Linked DNA regions of Mus musculus: region 1 is linked to region 2. A link is a contact called in public Hi-C data. All regions are on one chromosome and are shown on one strand. The core of a region is the stretch at or near the end of the contact, and the rest is flanking DNA. Distances in the headings are between cores, read along the strand shown. Region 1 holds the start of Sp4 (trans-acting transcription factor 4). Region 2 holds the start of 9230104M06Rik (a long non-coding RNA gene).

What was found. A called contact is a pair of places that touch in the nucleus more often than the background predicts.
Region 1: a contact with region 2 is called in a Hi-C map of muscle stem cells, with 6 times the contacts expected there. The contact joins the promoter of Sp4 here to the promoter of 9230104M06Rik in region 2. A contact is called at or near these places in 1 of 39 promoter capture datasets (maxillary cranial neural crest) and 1 of 484 Hi-C or Micro-C datasets (muscle stem cells).

Annotation. Positions count from the first base shown.
Region 1 is chr12:118,300,190-118,303,650 of GRCm38.p6, forward strand. It overlaps Sp4 (trans-acting transcription factor 4), which reads right to left and starts at 1,251. Exons shown (of 6, transcript NM_009239.4): 1 at 1,038-1,251; 2 at 510-619; 3 at 1-3. The coding sequence starts at 1,044.
Region 2 is chr12:112,999,469-113,002,632 of GRCm38.p6, forward strand. 9230104M06Rik (a long non-coding RNA gene) reads left to right here and starts at 1,256. Exons shown (of 3, transcript XR_001780729.2): 1 at 1,256-1,444; 2 at 1,889-1,958. It overlaps Brf1 (BRF1, RNA polymerase III transcription initiation factor 90 kDa subunit), which reads right to left and starts at 1,153. Exons shown (of 18, transcript NM_028193.3): 1 at 705-1,153. The coding sequence starts at 888.

The DNA of each region.
Region 1 (3,461 bases), core at 1-2,500, 5.3 Mb after region 2:
GTCCTACCCAAAATGGGAGGGGAAAGGAGAGGGAGGGGAAAAAAGTGGGCGGATTTAGTGGAAGACAGCAGTCGGGAGGGGGTTATTTATTTTGAGAGCTCTAAGTATCAGAACACACTCAATAGGCAGCAGAATTAAAAAGGAAATATGAACAAAAGCAGGTGATAGAAGCTATATGAATAAAAAGGCAAGTCCTATTACATAAAGTTTAAATAAAAAGGAATTTTCTGGTAAACTTTCTTAAAGTGTTATTCTTCTAAACTCAAAATGCCCTTGGGAAAATAGACACCTTCTTCTAACAGTCTGAATTCCTGGTGTAATATAAACATCGTTATAGCCTCAACGATGGGAAATCTTCAAGAATTTACGATTTAAGTTCCTCACTCAGAAAGATGCTTTGAATGGATAAACATTTTTATTCTGTTCTTTACTTCTGGGTACTTAAAGAGCATAACTCCCTCTCTTCCCTAAAGCTTTGTGTTGAATTTTCTTTTAACGTTTGCTTTTACCTGGGAGCCTGAGGTTTTGGGTTTTTTATTGTTATTCTCTGGCTCAGAGGTTTTCCCTCCTTCTGTAGCCATCGCCGCTGCCGCCTCCTCCTCCTCCTCCTTCTTCTGATCTGCAACAACCCCCCACCACCACCAACACACACGACAACAGGTTATTAGGATTATTATTATTCGTTCTCCTCCCTTCTTCCCCCTCCCTCCTCTTGAACATTAATCTCCGTAAACCCGCGATCCGTGCACACCGGCAGGGGGTGGGGGAGAAGGAGGGTAGGGAGGAGGGGGCTCTCACGAAACGTGGTTTGAAACCCGACCCATAGGCTCCAGAGCAACACCCAGAAGGAGGTTGTTCTAGCTCAGACATTAAGACAAAACACAGCCCTCCTTCCCTCCCCCTGGTTCCCTCCCGCCCTCTCCTCCTCCCCTTCCAGCATCTCGGCGGCCCCGGGGGAGGGGGAAGCGAGCAGGGTCTGGGGAGGGAGGGACGAAGGGAGGCGGTGAAGGAGACCGAGGGGGGTGGAGAATACGTACCGCTCATCCCGCATTAACAGGACAAACCCTCTCAGAGACACTGGGATAGAGGTGGGTGGGGGTGGGGGCGAGGCGGGAGGAGAGGCCGGTCCCGCCCGCCCGCGGTGGCTCGGAGGAGGCTGTAGCTGGCACAGGCTCTGCCTCTTTTTCCGCGAATGGCCGCCGCTGGGCTGTGGCGTAGCAGCTCCTCTCTCCGCCCGAGCCCGGCTGACTCGCCCTTGATTGACAGCGGCGGCGCGCGGCGAGGGCGGCGGCGCGGGCCGGGGGGCGGAGCCAGGGCGGCGCGAGCGCGGCGACTCCCCACCCCCCTCGGCCTGCCTCCGCCGGCGCCGCCGACTCTCCACCCCTTCCCCCAGCGGATTGGCCGCCGACCTGCCGGGGCCGGGGCGCTGGGGCCGCCCTTTCTCCTCCCCTTTGCCCGGCTGGTGCTCGCTGCTGTTCGGCTTCTGCCTTCCCGGCCCGCGGAGCGTGCCCTCTCGGTGAGCTAGCTGCGGTTTGCTGCCGGCAGGCCCTCCATACAGCCAAACTTGTTGTCTCAGGATATCCCGCCCCCTACTCAGTTCCCGGCGCCCTCCACTCAAAAGCGCGCCGCAGCATCCTGCGAGGGGCCGCGGAAGGAAGACATGGAGCTAGGCTTAAGGGAGAGGAGCGGGGCGAGCGCGGGGAAGCGTGAGCTCCCTGCGATCCCGTGGTCTGAGTGGACTGCCAGCTGCCCCCTCGGCGTGAGCATGGCTTTTCCTAAGGCGCATCCGGACCCGGGCGCCCTTTTTCCCTGGCTCGGCTCTCATTGGATGAGGCCGCTGACGCACAGTGAGTCGTGGGAGGAGGCGGGCGGGCCTCTCCCGCAAAGGCTTTCGGGCCTCGTAGTTTTTGACGGCTATTCCGATTGAGGCACCGCCTTCCTCCCGCCCCCGAACGCGGCCTGGCTGCGGAGCCTAGAGCTGCCCGAGGGGGCGGTGGCAGCAGGGCGTGGCCGGGGCCGAGTGGGAGTTGAACCCCGCGCGGGGGGGAGGGAGAAATGGGTGTTGTTTGCCTGGGCCTATCGGCCGAGTGGGGCTGCCCGAACCGCCTCTGCCACCGCCCCCTCAGCTGAAAGCCGCTCCCCGCGGGGCGAGCTCACACCCGGAGCGCGCGGCGATTGAGCGGACCGAGGTGTTGGGAGGCGGGGTCTGGTGTCCTCGGGGTTTGAATGAAGCTGACTTGGGGTACATCCCCTTCGCCCTGCTTTCTTTGCTCACCTAGCTTGCCGGGGCCTCCGGTCTCAGCGCGAGGCCTGTGTTCCCACCGAGCAGGAGCTTCCATTTTATTTGTCGTATCTCTGGCTGGCTGCTGGTGCAGATTAGTGACTTGTCTTCTAGGGTGGCCACGAGTGCGCCTTAGAGTCTGCGTTCTTGGCGCGCTTCTCGCTCCTAGAGGTCTCACAAGGTTGTCCGGGCAAAGGAAAGCCTGGCTGCATGTGGGTCAGCTCTGGTCATGGTTTTAGCGTAAGCTTCTAGGCAAGTGGAATTCACAGCTAGCTGCGCAAAGCACTTTGTCAAATGCTCCTGAACCGGCCCCTAGCTTCTCTCCAAAGACATGAAATCAAGATACCAGGGACCGACCATATGAGCGACTGATGAAGTGTACCAAAGCTGGAAATAAGTCCCTAAAAAGAACCTTGGGACAGGACACCATTACACACTAGGCTTAAAGCGTTCCACATTTATTGACGTGGACCCCACATTCAGCTTTGGGTGTTTTTGTCTGGTGCCTGAGGTCTGACATATTGTAAGAGTGAGTGAGGAGTCTGGTTCTGTACTTTACTAGTGTTTCCTTGCTCAAGTATTTAGGGTGATGACAAAGCTGTAGCAGTAAAGTAAAGAAGCTGGAGTAAATTACAATGTTGCCTACTCCATTTTATGAGCTGAAGATACTATAGTAATCTCCTCCCATACACATCCCAATTCACTAGATCTTAGAAAGCTCAGAAGTGCTTGCTATATTATAGATACACAGTCTCACCTCAAGCACCGCCCCGATCCAGTTCGCCATAGTGACTGAAGACCAGGCATGAATTGGAGAGTTCCTTGTGGTTCTCTTTAGACAACTTGCCTTAGAGAAGTAATCGCAGCGTATTTAGATTTACAAAATGTCCTAAAGGTTCTGCTCCCTGTTGGTAAGTACTGGTATCCAGGAAACAGGGACAACCCTAACTTTTCTGAGGACCAAGAGCTGCAAGTTTCTAGCTGAATGTTTGCATCCCCAAGACCTAAACTCTGATACTGGGACTCTGTCCCTTGATTTTTGGAGTCAAGAGTCTTTGGTGCATTGTGGTTAGATGAGGTCACTCATGAATAAAACTTAGCAATCTTAGAACTTCTATCCTTTATTTTGCTGCCCCCCCATGTGAAGTACAATGACCACAAGACCCTCTCCAGAACCTGA
Region 2 (3,164 bases), core at 6-2,505:
CTGTTTAGTGTGCCAGAGTCCCTGGGCTAGATCCCCAGTCTACAGAAAATAAAAACAAAACTGCGTAAAAGTGTAAACAATAACTTTTAGAAGACAAACGCGGTGACTCAAAGACATCTTAGATTCGTGACAAAGGAAACTCTCAAGAAAGAAAAGGCGACAAATTGGAATGCTTCAAAATGTAAAACCTTTGGTCAAAATAGTAACATTTGCCTCAAGAATCAGATATACAAAGAAAGACTTGGAAGTATAACTCACCTAGAGACTCGACATTCAACGGTTAGGAAACAAACCCTTATTTTAAAAAGATAAGGACTCAGGCGACTGGGCAGAGAATTGAGGCTGGGCACATCTTCTTCATAGCCCTTAGGGCAATGACACCTGTTAGAGTGGCCAACCGGATAAACGGAACCTGCGAGCCTGAAAGCCGTGCCTGTCAGATTTCGGGACCCAGCCCGACGACCTCCGTTGGACCGGACCGCGACGCTTGGACCGGGCAGATCGCGGAGTTTACATCGGCGTACGGGACTCGGAGGGGACCTGGCTGCAGATTCCCGGCCCGGCCCTGCCTCAGTTTCCCTGTCCGACTGCCCACGGTCTGTCACAGGACGACCTACTTCAGTTTCCCCGCCAGCCTCGACTCCTCCCTCGGACCTCGCACACGCAGCCCTGCCCGGCCCCCTCGCCCGAGCTGCAGAACTCACCGTCCAGCGACACGAACTGGCCGACCGCCGACGAGCCGCCGCCGCTGTTCTCCACGAACTGCACCTCGGACACGATGATGTTGTCCTCGAGCACCGAGCCGCAGCCCGTGCACACCGCATCGCCGCGCGCCGCATCCAACTCGATGTCCGTGCCGCCGCAGCCGCGGCAGACGCGGCCCGTCATGGTGGAGCCGCGGGGCCCCACCGGCCCCCCAGCCGCTCAGCAGTCCGCTCTCCGCCCGCGGCCCTCAGCCCGCAAGGCCCGTCGCGCCGCCTCCGTCTGCGCCGCACTCTCGCGAGGCCGCCGGCGCCACGCCTGCCGATTCGTCGCGGCAGATTCGCCCAGCGCGTGCGGGCCGCGCTGCCTGCAACGGCCGCGCCCGCGGGACCGATAAAGGAACTCAAGAATCGTTGGGACGCTGGGACCGAACCGCCGACCTTCCGGGCGGCCGGAAGCAAAGCTCCAAACCTGGAACCCGGAGGCCTCGCGGGCCAAAAGCCAACAACGGGGCGGGACTGGAGGGCGGGCGAGAAGGGCGGGGCGGGGCGGGGCGGGGCGAGGAGCGCAGCCCGGGACCCGACTCGGGCCGTGGGAGGAGCCTAGGAGGAAATGCGGGCTGAGGGAGGAGCCTGGGACAGGGGCGAGGCTTAAAGTGACGGGGCCCGGAGTAGGCCGGTGGGTGGAGCTGGGACGAGTATGGGAGGAGCCTGTAGATGGCGCCGAGGCCACGAAGCTTTCGGTATGCGGAGCCGAAGGAGAGCCGATTGTCTGAGAGAGGAAATCTGGAAACAAAGTAGTGGGATGGGTTTGTGGGCGGTAACTTGTGTGCGGCCAAGGCCCGGCCCGTGGAGCCTGCACTGATTGGCACAATAGGCTTTGGGAGCGTCCTGGGCTGGATGTAGTGGGAGTAACTTGGGGAGTCAGCAAGCCCTAGAGGGCAGGATCAAGGACTGCCGGCGGGGCAGCGTTTAAGAGGGACCTGGAATGTTCTCCCAGACTCTGCTGCAGACACCTCATCCCCCATCCCTCAGTCCCAGGGTGAACAGTCTCTGGGACCACAGTTGGTCACCTCAACGCTGAGTTCTCAGCAGGACTTCCTATTTCCTGGCAGTAACGGGTCTGGGTAGTAGGGTAGTGAGCTCTGGGTAAAGTAGAGCATACACAGAACCCTCTGCATCCGCAGGCGCTGCTCACAATCTCAGCCATACCTGTCAGTCCTTGGGAAGTTTAGCAAATCTTGTGCACTACTACAGGTAAGAAACTCCAAAATTAGACTGCAGGATGCCACAGGAGCTCAAACTAAGAGGGAAGCATTGTAAATATGCAGACTTCTGATCAGCTTGCAAAACCAGCGTTATCAACACAATTTAGAAGAAGAACAAGAACAACAACTTGGAAAAAGCCGATTGTGTTGGTGCACACCTTTAGTCCCAGCACTCCAGAGGTAGGGGCAGGTGAATCTCTGTGAATTAGAGGCCAGCCAGGACTCTGTTTTATACATAGAGTAACCCTGTCACAAACAAACAAACAGAACTTGGGAGGGATCTCCTCAAAACATAGCAAAGGAAGGGTTGGTGAGATTGCTCGTCAAGTAAATGCCAAGCAAATCTGTCTGCCTTGCTTGAGTTCAATCCCAAGAACTCTGGTAAAGGCGGACTGAGAGAATTTACTCCACAAAATTCTCTTTTGACCTCCACACATGTACCCTCTCACCATCATGTGCACAATACATATTAAAGTCAAATGGCAAATGAAGGAATTGAAGGATTTGGAGTGCTGCACAGTTCCTGTGCTCTCGAGTCACCCCAAGGGATCCCAAATCAACATGTCATTGAATGCCTCAAAAGGTCCAGGACAGCCAATGGTATGTCCGGAAAAAAAACAAAAACAAAGCAATACTCCAGAAACCCAGAGTGAAGCACTCACAGGAGCTCCTGGTTCCCTATACAGTTGGTGTCTTTAGGAGATAACCATGGTCAGAGTCCCAAGGTGGAGGACCAGGGTCCTTCAGACCTCCTCACAGATGCCCCTGAGCCTTGTCCCTTCTCAGTGACCCCAATGTACATTGCAGTAAGACAAGTGCTAAGAAGGGAAGAGCAGCAAGTTCTTCAGCCCCTACAGAGGAACCAGGTGGAGCCCTATCTTCTTTGGAGGGCCTGGGGATGCTTCCCTGCCATTCTATCTTGAAAAAGGCTCACCCAATCTGAGTCTTAAAGAGCAAGAATATCTTGCTCTGCAGGGGATAAACATGAAAAGGTGAGCTTATCACTCATGAATGCCATTGTGTAGAGAGAAAACATAGCTCAGAGCTGGGGGTACCCCCAAATGCTTCATCATGGAGAAGTATTAGGCGTACCACAAAGAGAAGAGAGTGCCTGTGTTAAACCCCTTTGCTCTGCACAGATTCTGCTATGGATTCTGCTATACCACTGCTTTACCCAATCCACTCATTAGCCTTG